Regions from separate parts of the Bos taurus genome. Here region 1 is linked to region 2. Evidence: chromatin contacts called from public Hi-C data. All regions are on one chromosome and are shown on one strand. The core of a region is the stretch at or near the end of the contact, and the rest is flanking DNA. Distances in the headings are between cores, read along the strand shown.

What was found. Hi-C and Micro-C count contacts between places; a contact is called where the count stands out from the background.
Region 1: a Hi-C map of liver shows a contact between it and region 2, with 2.7 times the contacts expected there. The contact joins the promoter of EFNA5 here to the enhancer-like site in region 2. A contact is called at or near these places in 2 of 11 Hi-C or Micro-C datasets (liver and skeletal muscle).

The regions. Positions count from the first base shown.
Region 1 is chr7:106,783,470-106,788,121 of ARS-UCD2.0, forward strand. It overlaps EFNA5 (ephrin A5), which reads right to left and starts at 1,752. Exons shown (of 5, transcript NM_001076432.1): 1 at 1,388-1,752. The coding sequence starts at 1,512.
Region 2 is chr7:106,573,089-106,577,885 of ARS-UCD2.0, forward strand. All of the region lies in intron 1 of EFNA5 (ephrin A5), which reads right to left. Among named protein-coding and RNA genes, the nearest start is that of EFNA5, 210 kb to the right of the region's middle. Within about 2 kb of position 1,428, at least 16 of the 102 cell types and tissues checked have an H3K27ac peak or open chromatin away from gene starts, as enhancers often do. A contact at or near this core is called in liver, where this site is marked.

The sequences.
Region 1 (4,652 bases), core at 502-3,001, 210 kb after region 2:
TGTCTGCAGCGGAGAGGACCTTCCTCCAGGAGGGGGAAGCCCTCCGGTGCCAAAGTAACAAAGGCCGGCGGAGAGGGCCACGGGGAGCGAGGAAAAACTAAGGCGCCGGCCAGCGCCTCTCCCCACGCGCGCAGCGACCGCGAACTCTTTCCTTGGCCTCCCAACTTCCACTCCAGCCCAGGGGAAGGGGGGGGGGGGAAAAAAAAAGCTGGGGTTTTCGGTATAAGCGAGGCTGTTTCCCTCCTCCAAGGAGGGCGCGGAGACCAGCCCACCGCTGGAAGCCGGCCTCGGTCCCGGAGACGCAGAGCAAAGTGGGCCCAGCGGGGCCGACTGCTGCCCGGGCGAAAGGAGAGCTGCGACCTGCCCTGGACCCGGAGGGGGCCTCCCGGCCCTGCGGACAAGCCCCCCCGCGCCCCACGTCCCGGGGCTGTGAGCCAGGAGCGTCCGCTTGCGGCCGGTGGCCGGCGCGAGCGCTCGGGCGGCCCGGGGCGCGAGTCTCCGGCTTCCCCGCGTCCCCGGCGGGCTCGGGCGGCGCCGGAGAACCGGCTCCAGGTGACCGCCCGCGTGCCTCCGGCGGCGCCGCCAGCCTCCGGACCCAGGGCTCCCACCTCCGGGGGCAGGCAACTCGGGCAGCTAGCTCGGCCAGCCTGCCGTGACCCGGCCTTCCATCCAACTTTCTGGCCCCCTGCGCCCACCCGGAGGCGCAGGAGGAGGGAGCGTCCTCCCCACCTCCAAGAGCGCCAGGACCAGACGGACTGGGGGGGCCGCCTGCTCTCCTCGCAATTAAAAGAGGAAAATAAAAACCTCCAGCTTCCGCCTCCCGGGCCCCCTCCCTGCCCCCAGCCAGTGCGCCTTCCGAGCGCATCGGGGGAAAAGGGAAGGAAAAATTCACACACACACACACACACTTTGAGGATCTTTGGCGGGTTCTCCCCCGCAATCCCTGCGCAGCCAGGCTCCAGGAGGGAGCCCCTGGCGGCGCTGCGCCCAAGGCTCTCCGCGCCCAAGCCCCGCGCCTGGATCCGGATGCCGGCCAGTCGGCCCGGGTGCAAGAGCGAAGTCTCCACTCCCGGGCTCCCGCCTTTTCCCAGCGTTTCCCCCGCGCTGCGCAGAAGCCGCCAGTCCGGGCGGCCCCGGGGACGCCCAGGGGGCACCCAGGCTCCCCCGCCGCACCCCAACAAAGAGGGGGCCCACGAGAGGCGCGCTTCCCGCGAGCGCCTCCCAAGCAACCCGCGCCCGAGCCCACGCAGACTCAGCGCGCGCGCCGCGGCCGGCTAGGGCGCGCGGATCCCCGGCGGGCGCCGCCGCTCCGTCCGCAGGGCCCCCGAGGCCCGGGGAGCCCCGTTTCTCCGACCCACAGCCCCTACCCCACCCCCCGCCGCCCTACCTGGGGTTGCTGCTGTTCCAGTAGACGGCGTAGCGGTCGGCAACGGCCTTGGAGCCTGGGTCCTGGCTGAACACGCACATCCACAGCGCGAGAAACAGCGGCGTCAACATCTCCACGTGCAGCATCACGCCTGGCCAGCGGCGCAGCCCCCGACGCGCCACTCCGGGGAGAGAGCCGGGATCCGGACGCAGGGAGTGCGGGGGAGCGCGAGCGAGCGGGGGCCAGATAAATATGAATAAATACAAACGCAGAGGGGCGAGAGGCGCGCAGCGAGCTGAGAGCGGGGGGAGACAAGCGAGAAGAAAAGAAGGCGACGGAGTAGAGGGGCGATCAAGGCAAACTCGCAGCCCCGCTGGAGGGATCGGGAGGAAAAAAGGGAAGCGCAAGATGGAGAGAAGCGTGCGTGTGTGTGTGCGGTGGCGGCGGCGGCGGGGGCGGGGGAAGGGGTGCCAAGCTGGGTCTCGGGCGGCGGCGGCGGGCCGGTCACCCGGGCAGAGGGCGGTGCGCGCCCGGCCGGGCGGCGGCACGCTGCGCAGTCACCGCGAGGGGCGCGCCGCGGCCGCGGGGAGACATACACCGGCCCGCCGGGCCCGGCTCAGCGGCGGCGGCGCGGGCTGCGCACGGCTCCGCCGCCGCCCGGGGCCCTGGGCACCGCGCCCCGCTTCGCTCCAAGTTACTTTGGCAGCCTTTGGGGGGGCGGGGGGCGGCAATTGCAGGAGGGGAGCTCCGTGCGGATTGCGCGGGGGCGGAGGGGGGGCTTCGCGCCTTTGGTCCCAGGCAGTCGGAGGACCCCCCGTTTCCCCCGCCTCCTCGGTGCTTTCGAGCCGGGTGAGCCCTGGAAATCTCGGAGGAGTCCCAGGCGCGGTGGGCGCGGGGCGGTACGCCGAGAAGGGCGGGATCTGGAGTCACGGAGCGGCCAGCCCCACCGGCGTCCTGGAGCTGGGGGAGCGGCCGCGGAGCTCTGGAGGAGACGTTTTGCTTCGCAAACCTCCAAGAAAAGTTTGGCTCCCCCGTGTCTTCGGGCGGGTCCCCCACCCCTCCTCCGGCGGAGTCCGTCTGCGGCGGCGGTGGGAGGCGACACCCGGCCGCGGGCTGAGTCCCGGGGACCCCTCGCGCGTGCCTTCTTCGGCCGGGAGCGGGTGCACCGGGGCGCGCGGAGAGCAGAGGTTACGCACCAGCCAGCCGGGCGGAGCTGGGATGCCGAGACCCGCGGGGCTATGCCAACCCAGCTGTGAGGCTCGGGGGCGGGAGGGCAAACGACCCCTCGCAGATGAACCCCTCCAACTCCCGAACGGGCCGATGTCAAGTCTCCGATCGCCTTCCGGGAGCCAGACCGAGCCCCCCAGCTGCGGGGCCGAGAGCGCTGGGGGGAGCTCTCAGAAGTGTCCCTGCGACTCCGACCGGTTCCACCCCAAGCCCGGCAACTTGTAGAGATGCATCAATCAGTTGGAAACGCCAAAGGAGGAGGGGAAAAAAAAAAAAAAAAAGAAAGAAAAGAGAGAGAGAGAGCGCACGAGCGCGTGGCACCTCCCCGATGACTACATCAGAAAAACCTTCCAGTTCCTCCAGCAGCGGCTCCTCTTTCCCTCCTCGGGCGCAGCAGCAGCGAGGGTGTGAAAACCACCAAGAGAATCCCCAGACCTTCTCCAGGCGGGAAAATAAACTTGAGTGCAGCAGCGGCAGCACGAGCAGCCCGGGAGGGATTGCAACGACTGGCGAGGAGTGGGAAGGGGTAAAAGTCAGTTTTGCAAAAGAGAGAAAGGGGAGGAAAAAGAGAGAGAGAAAATGCTTTATGGGAAAAAAAAAAAAAATCTCCTCGGGCACGCCCCCTCGTTAATGACCTGCGTGTAAAGCCGACAGCCGCCGCCGCCGCCGCCGCGCGGGAGCTCGGGGCCGCGCGCGTGGACGTGGACGGGTGCGCGGGGGCCGCGGCGCGGAGCCCGGCCCGACAGGGGGAGGTGCCTGCAGCCTGCGCCGTCGCCGCCCGGGTCATGTGGGCTGATTTTTTTTCTTCGCCCCCCCCTCCACCCCCACCCCTTGCAGTTTACTTGGGAAGGGGTGGGGAGCGGCTGGAGCAGCCAGTCTGGCCCCGGCCTGCTGTTTGCTTACCGATCGGGGTTTTCGGTTTTTTTTTTTCCCTCTATCCAACCCGATTGGTCTGCTCCACGAGAAAAGAGGCGTTTTCCTAATCTCCTCCCTTCCCCACGCCTCCTAACCCCCCCTCCCTCCCCATCCCGGGCCCCACCTTCTAGAAACCTGACTAATTGAATTACTGGGAGTGCTCGGGCGCCCTCTCCTTCGCGCGAACCCAGCTGTGCTGCGCGTAACCCTTTGGATGCTGACTTTTTTTTTTTTTTCCGTCTGGGCTGCGGGATGGTCTCTTTACCTGAGACGAGGGGGTTCTTCAGTGACAAAGGAACGGGTTATCCCACCCTGCCGCCGGAAAGCCGAAATCCGTCTCCGGAGCCCCTCGAGTAATAATAGCAAAGTCTCAGCAGCCGGCGGGCAGGGGGACCACAGTGACCACGTGTTCTCGTAAATCTCCGCCCGGGTCTTCACGACGCGCGCTGCCCGGCTTATCTGGCGACCCGAGCATCTCTCAGGTGCCTTTGAATTCCCCTCTTCCTACCAGGGATTTCAAGGTTCGAGGGCAGCAAGGGCGAGTTTTCTTTAAAGTGATGCTTTGAAAACACTTTTTTTTTTTTTTTTAAGTCGAGAAAATCAGTGTATTAAGTCGAGAAAATCAGTTTACAGTGATAACAATTCAGTGCGAACCCTCAGCGGGGAGGACATTGAATGAGGCAGGGACCACCCCACCCCACCCCCCCCCCCACACACACACCCGAAACACCTTTTCTAGTTCAGGTCCGAGGTCGGTTCAGTGCGCACTGCCCAGAGGAGAAAGGGTCTGCACGAATCCGGTGCAGAAAAAGAAATGGGAGCGGGGGGTGGGGGGGGGGGGTGGGGGGGGTAGGGCAGGGAGGGAGTTCTCTTATGATCGGAACCCGTCTTGTGTCCCCGGGCTCCCAGAGTAAGGCTGCAGCGCCTCGGGCCCCGCACCGCCCCCCAACCCGGCCGCCAGCTATGCGCGGCCGCCCCAGAGCCGGGCAGCGTCGGGGAGGCGCGCGGGGCGCGCGGCGCTGCGGCGCCTGGAGACTCGGCCTCGCGGGGCCGGGGGGCCGCTGGGGTCCCGTCTGCCTGACGCTCCAGGGGATTCGCTGCCTTAGTGGGAAGGCCTGATCCCAGGAAAGCAGCCAGGTTCGGC
Region 2 (4,797 bases), core at 178-2,677:
GGCATGTGATAACATTAAATGTGATTTCCATCTACCTGACGGACTCGACAAAATCTCAGGCCCTCCACCGGTGCGCCTCCAAATGTAACAGTCAGTCAGCTGATGTCAAAACCTAATGTCTTTTCAGGGCCTTACACAGCTGGTCCCTGTCAGCGTCGACAGGCTTTGCTGGCTGGGGTGTCGTGGCAGGAAAGATGATTTATACACACAGACCCAAGGATCTCAGAGCTCGCTCGGAGGAGGCGTTTCATCCAAGTGAAATACTCGCCATCAACAAACCAGTGACTGAAATTAAACAAAACCTGATACGCTGAAATCTAAGCAGGCTCTGCTCCTCCCCTCGCTCAGATCATTAATGCATTCAGTTAGCCTGGGAATTCACAAAAGACCCACGTCAACAGTCTATTAGTGAGATAGAAAAAAAAGGCACGGTAAACACCTCCCTGCTTTAGCCTCTGACCTCCTTCAAGCTGGCACGTTTTTAAAATTCTTTGTGGGATAAGGAATTACTGGCCAGCCACACTGGAAACCCGTGACTATGTGGTCTTCAAATCTGACCATCATTTTCCTTGAAAAGCTTTAACTGAGGGAAGACCTGACATACTATATATAATCACAAGTGGGCACTGCTTTTATCAAATAAATTATTTAAAATGCTGTATCAGATTAGGATAGAAAGTTTCTCACTCTCTGCCTCTAATCTTATCTTGATTCCACCTCCCTTGGACAACATATAGGCATGTAATATAAGACACCACCCAAAACCGTCTTTCTTTTCTTTCTTTTTTTTGCTGTTAAAGCTCATTGCTGCAATATCTGCTAAGGGATAATTCTCTCCATTTAACTCAGCGTTAATTCTTCTTTTTCACAAGCACCGTAACGATCTGTAAAACTAACACTTTGGTCCGGTTGGCATTAGCATGTGTTCAGAACGACGTTAATGTACAGTTGCCCTGATTGGGTGCAGCCAAATCTTCTGAATTTGAGCACTTCCTGCAGAGAAAAGCCATTCACTGAAATGTTCCATACCTTGCTGTGGCTTGATTAACACAGTTTTAGCTTCAATAGACACAGGACAAGGTAGGGCTATTAGCTGTCCCTTTAACTTAGAACTCTTAATTCAGGAAGAATTAGGAACCCCGTGGAAGGCTACAGGTCCATATTCCACATGCAGCGGGCTAATTAAGGGCTCAGGGGGAGGGGGTGAGTGTATGGTTCAGCTCCTAAAAGATGTCCATATATATCTATCCAAAGTTAATTTAACCTAAGCTAGCTAGGGTGTGGCATATATTTTTATCCCAGGGCTGTAGGCCATTTCCTACATCTCTCTTTTCTAACAGGCTGAAACTTGCCTAAGCACTGAAGGAAGACAAAAGTCAGTAATGACTGTTTAGGTAATGTCACGGCTGTGAGTCAGCTCCTGGGGAAGCCAGCTGCTGGCCACTGTCGCCTGCCTAGGCAGGCCTGCTGGGACGTGCGAAGCGCGGGCTACAGCGCATTCCATCCAGGCAAAGGTGTAACATGTGGCAGGCGCAGAAGCCCAGCAAACAGAAGCAAAACCTTTTCAGTTCCGGTTCAGCCTTGAGGGAGCTGAAAAGCAGTTTGTTTTAGGAAGAGATGACCTGAAACCGAGTGGTTGCTGCTGCCACCAGGCCAGTGGTCGGGGTATTTGTCTGTGTTAGTTGAACAGACGACGTTTGATCCAGCAAATCAATCCGGCCTGCCTACGGCTTGTGACGGGGGCTGACCCATCATTACTTCTGTCTCCTGTCCAAGCGAGCCCCCTGGCTGTTGTCTCAGATAGCCCCGCAGGAACTTTCTTGGGGCTTTTAAAGTCCACTTCCTTTAAGAACAAATGCAGTTCACACAGGCAGAGAGCTTCCCCAGAACCTGCACGGCCCTGAATGTCCATTCTGACCCTGCGCCTGGTGGCTCAGCCCTTGTCTGCTGCTCCCCTTCACACCCACCCTGCTTTCCAGCTGGGCACCCCTTTTTGCAGGTCAGACCCTGTTCACTGACTCCCCTGTGCACAGGTGTCAGCTGGGTCCACAGACTCACAGACCCTTCAGTCAAGCTACCAGTGACCCACTCAACTCTGCTTGAAAATTCCTGCCTTTTTTTTTTTTTAAACGAAGTGTTACTTGCTTTCAGTCGCTCAGTCAGGTCAGACTCTTCGCACCCCCACGGATTGCAGCACACCAGGCTTCCCTGTCCTCCACTATCTCCCAGAGTTTGCTCAGACCCACATGCATCGAGTCGGTGAAGCCATCCAACAGTGTGCACATTCTAAATTCCAAACGCTATTGAAAGAAACATAACTTACATGATTCTTCCTGCTCTAACTTCATCACTGACTTGTTAAATCTCAAGCTATCTTTTCGGAAAGAAAGTTCACCTGCCACTTAACACTGCACATCACAGCAGTGCTAGAACATGGCCAGGCAGTCTTTGCAGACAGAGGCCCTGCTCTTGGTCTCTGACCCTCTCAGTATGTTTACCGTGTGTGTGCGAGCTCAGTCACTTCAGCCGTGCCCACCTCTTTACGACCCCACGGACTGCAGCCCACCAGGCTCCTCTGTCCATGGAATTTTCCAGGCAAGAATACTGGAGCGGGTTGCTATTTCCTCCTCCAGGGGATCTTCCCAACCCAGGGATCAAACTCAAGTCTCTATATAATTTAACAAGTTATCTAGTTAAAGGAAGGAAAAATAGCAATTAACTGTTTTAAAAAGTAAAGTCTACCAATTAAAACAAAAAACAACCCGTAGTAACCCTCTGAATTACCTCAGTCTTGAGCAGGAACTAAATGCAATTCACACACATTCATTCATTTATTCTTTAGAATAACTCTATAAAGTAGGTGTTCTTTCCGGTTTGCAGATGAAATAAATGAGGTGAAGAAAGACCCTAGAACTTGCCCAAGGTCACTAGTGAATAATGAAGTCAAGATTCAAATCCCCTTCCCCTTCCCCCTGAATCCTATGCTGCTCTTTCTACACCACATTGCTTTCTACTATATTTTGGTCAAATTATATGTATTGTTGGACTTGGCTGCCAGGCAGCTTAGGGCTCAATTAGAGTAAGACATTACCTTTGATATATTTGTTTTCCCTCACAACTTTACATTTTCACTATTATTATAATTATTACTATTTGAACGATCTCATGTGATATGTCTTCAGTCTGTCATTCAAAAGCCTTCACCTCAGTGAGCCCTACCTAAATGACGGGTATCAGGTCGGACTTGAGTACTACGATAACTAAGACACAATTCCTGCTCACAGAATTCAGCCCAGAGAGGGGGACAGACGCATAAATTTGCAATTATATTCTGAGATGGGATTCTGAACATACCCTGGGAGATAAAAGGCTTCCTAGAGTCAGAATGTGAACAGGAGTTATCTCAAGGTGACCCCATGGACTGCAGCATGCCAGGCCTCCCTGTCCATCAACCAATTCCCAGAGTTTGCTCAAACTCATGTCGATGGAGTCGGTGATGCCATCCAACCATCTCGTCCTCTGTAGTCCCCTTCTCCTCCTGCCTTCAATCTTTCCCAGCATCAGGGTCTTTTCCAACGGGGTCACAAAGAGTCGGACACGACTGAGCAACTGGACTGGACCATCTCAAGTCAGCAAGGCCATCCAGGCAGGACAGACAGCAGGGGGGAGACAGGGTGCTGAGGACAAAGCAGGATGTGCGGAACACCGGCTGCTTAAGCCTTTTTGGAAGAACTGAGACAATAAACCAGGGTTATTAATAAATACTTTGCTATAGCAATTCTGTGATGCAGAAACAGAGCGCTGGAAAATCTCAGTGTAGGTCAGCATCATGAATTATTTACTGAAATCATAAGAGAAACTCAGCTCCAAACTCCCCTCTACCTCACAACCTATTTAAAAGATTTAAGCTTCTGTTTGGGAGAGTGAGCCTTTTAGGAAGTATTGGTTATTACCTGTCGGTTATGTGCAACAGAAACTCAGAAATTTTATCAGTCATGGAACATTAGGGGGAAAAATAATTGTTTTTTTTTTAATTTCAACATATTACTGATATTTTAATAGATGTAGTCTAGATCTGTTTTTAAGTTTGATTCTTTACAAAGGCTCTTCAGGGTTAAGTCTTAATTTTTACCTTGACATCAAAATACACTTTTTTATAAATGCTTATCAGGCAATCTTTTGTTTTTTGACCTAAGGAACATTTTTTTTTTCCTTTCCTTTAAATTTATTTTTTAAACTAACACTGCTTTTTTTTTTTTTAAGAACCTCAAATATCAACTCTTTTCTTAATGTCCATGACACACAAAAAATGAAATGCCCCAAGGAACAATAAAAGTCCAGAGCTACAGACAAATGGAGGGTCAGAGTTTAGAGGACCTTGGGGATCATTCATCCTATGCCCGTGTTTTACAGCTGAGTAACTGACACCCAGAGGGGAGGACTCACTTGGAAAAATAACCAAGCGTGTTAATGACAGAGCTCGGAGGACAATGCATTCCTGAGCTCCGGGACAAGGAGACAGAAACCATCTCCTGGAGTTCTGTGAGTACAGAAGAACTGAAGACCCTGTAAGGTTGATGTTTTATTCCTCGGGAATTACACGAATATATAAGTGGAGGACAGGACTGGTCAGAATGGAGTTGTCAAGCAACAGCACAGGCAGAAGAAAGTTCTGAGCTTTGAGGGTGACAGGTGGGTTTCAACCACGGGTTCACACCAGCATCTCGGTGCGGGGACATCAGTGACGATGGGCCCTGGTTGATGCGTTAACAGCCGCAACTCTGGAGCTGCCGGCAG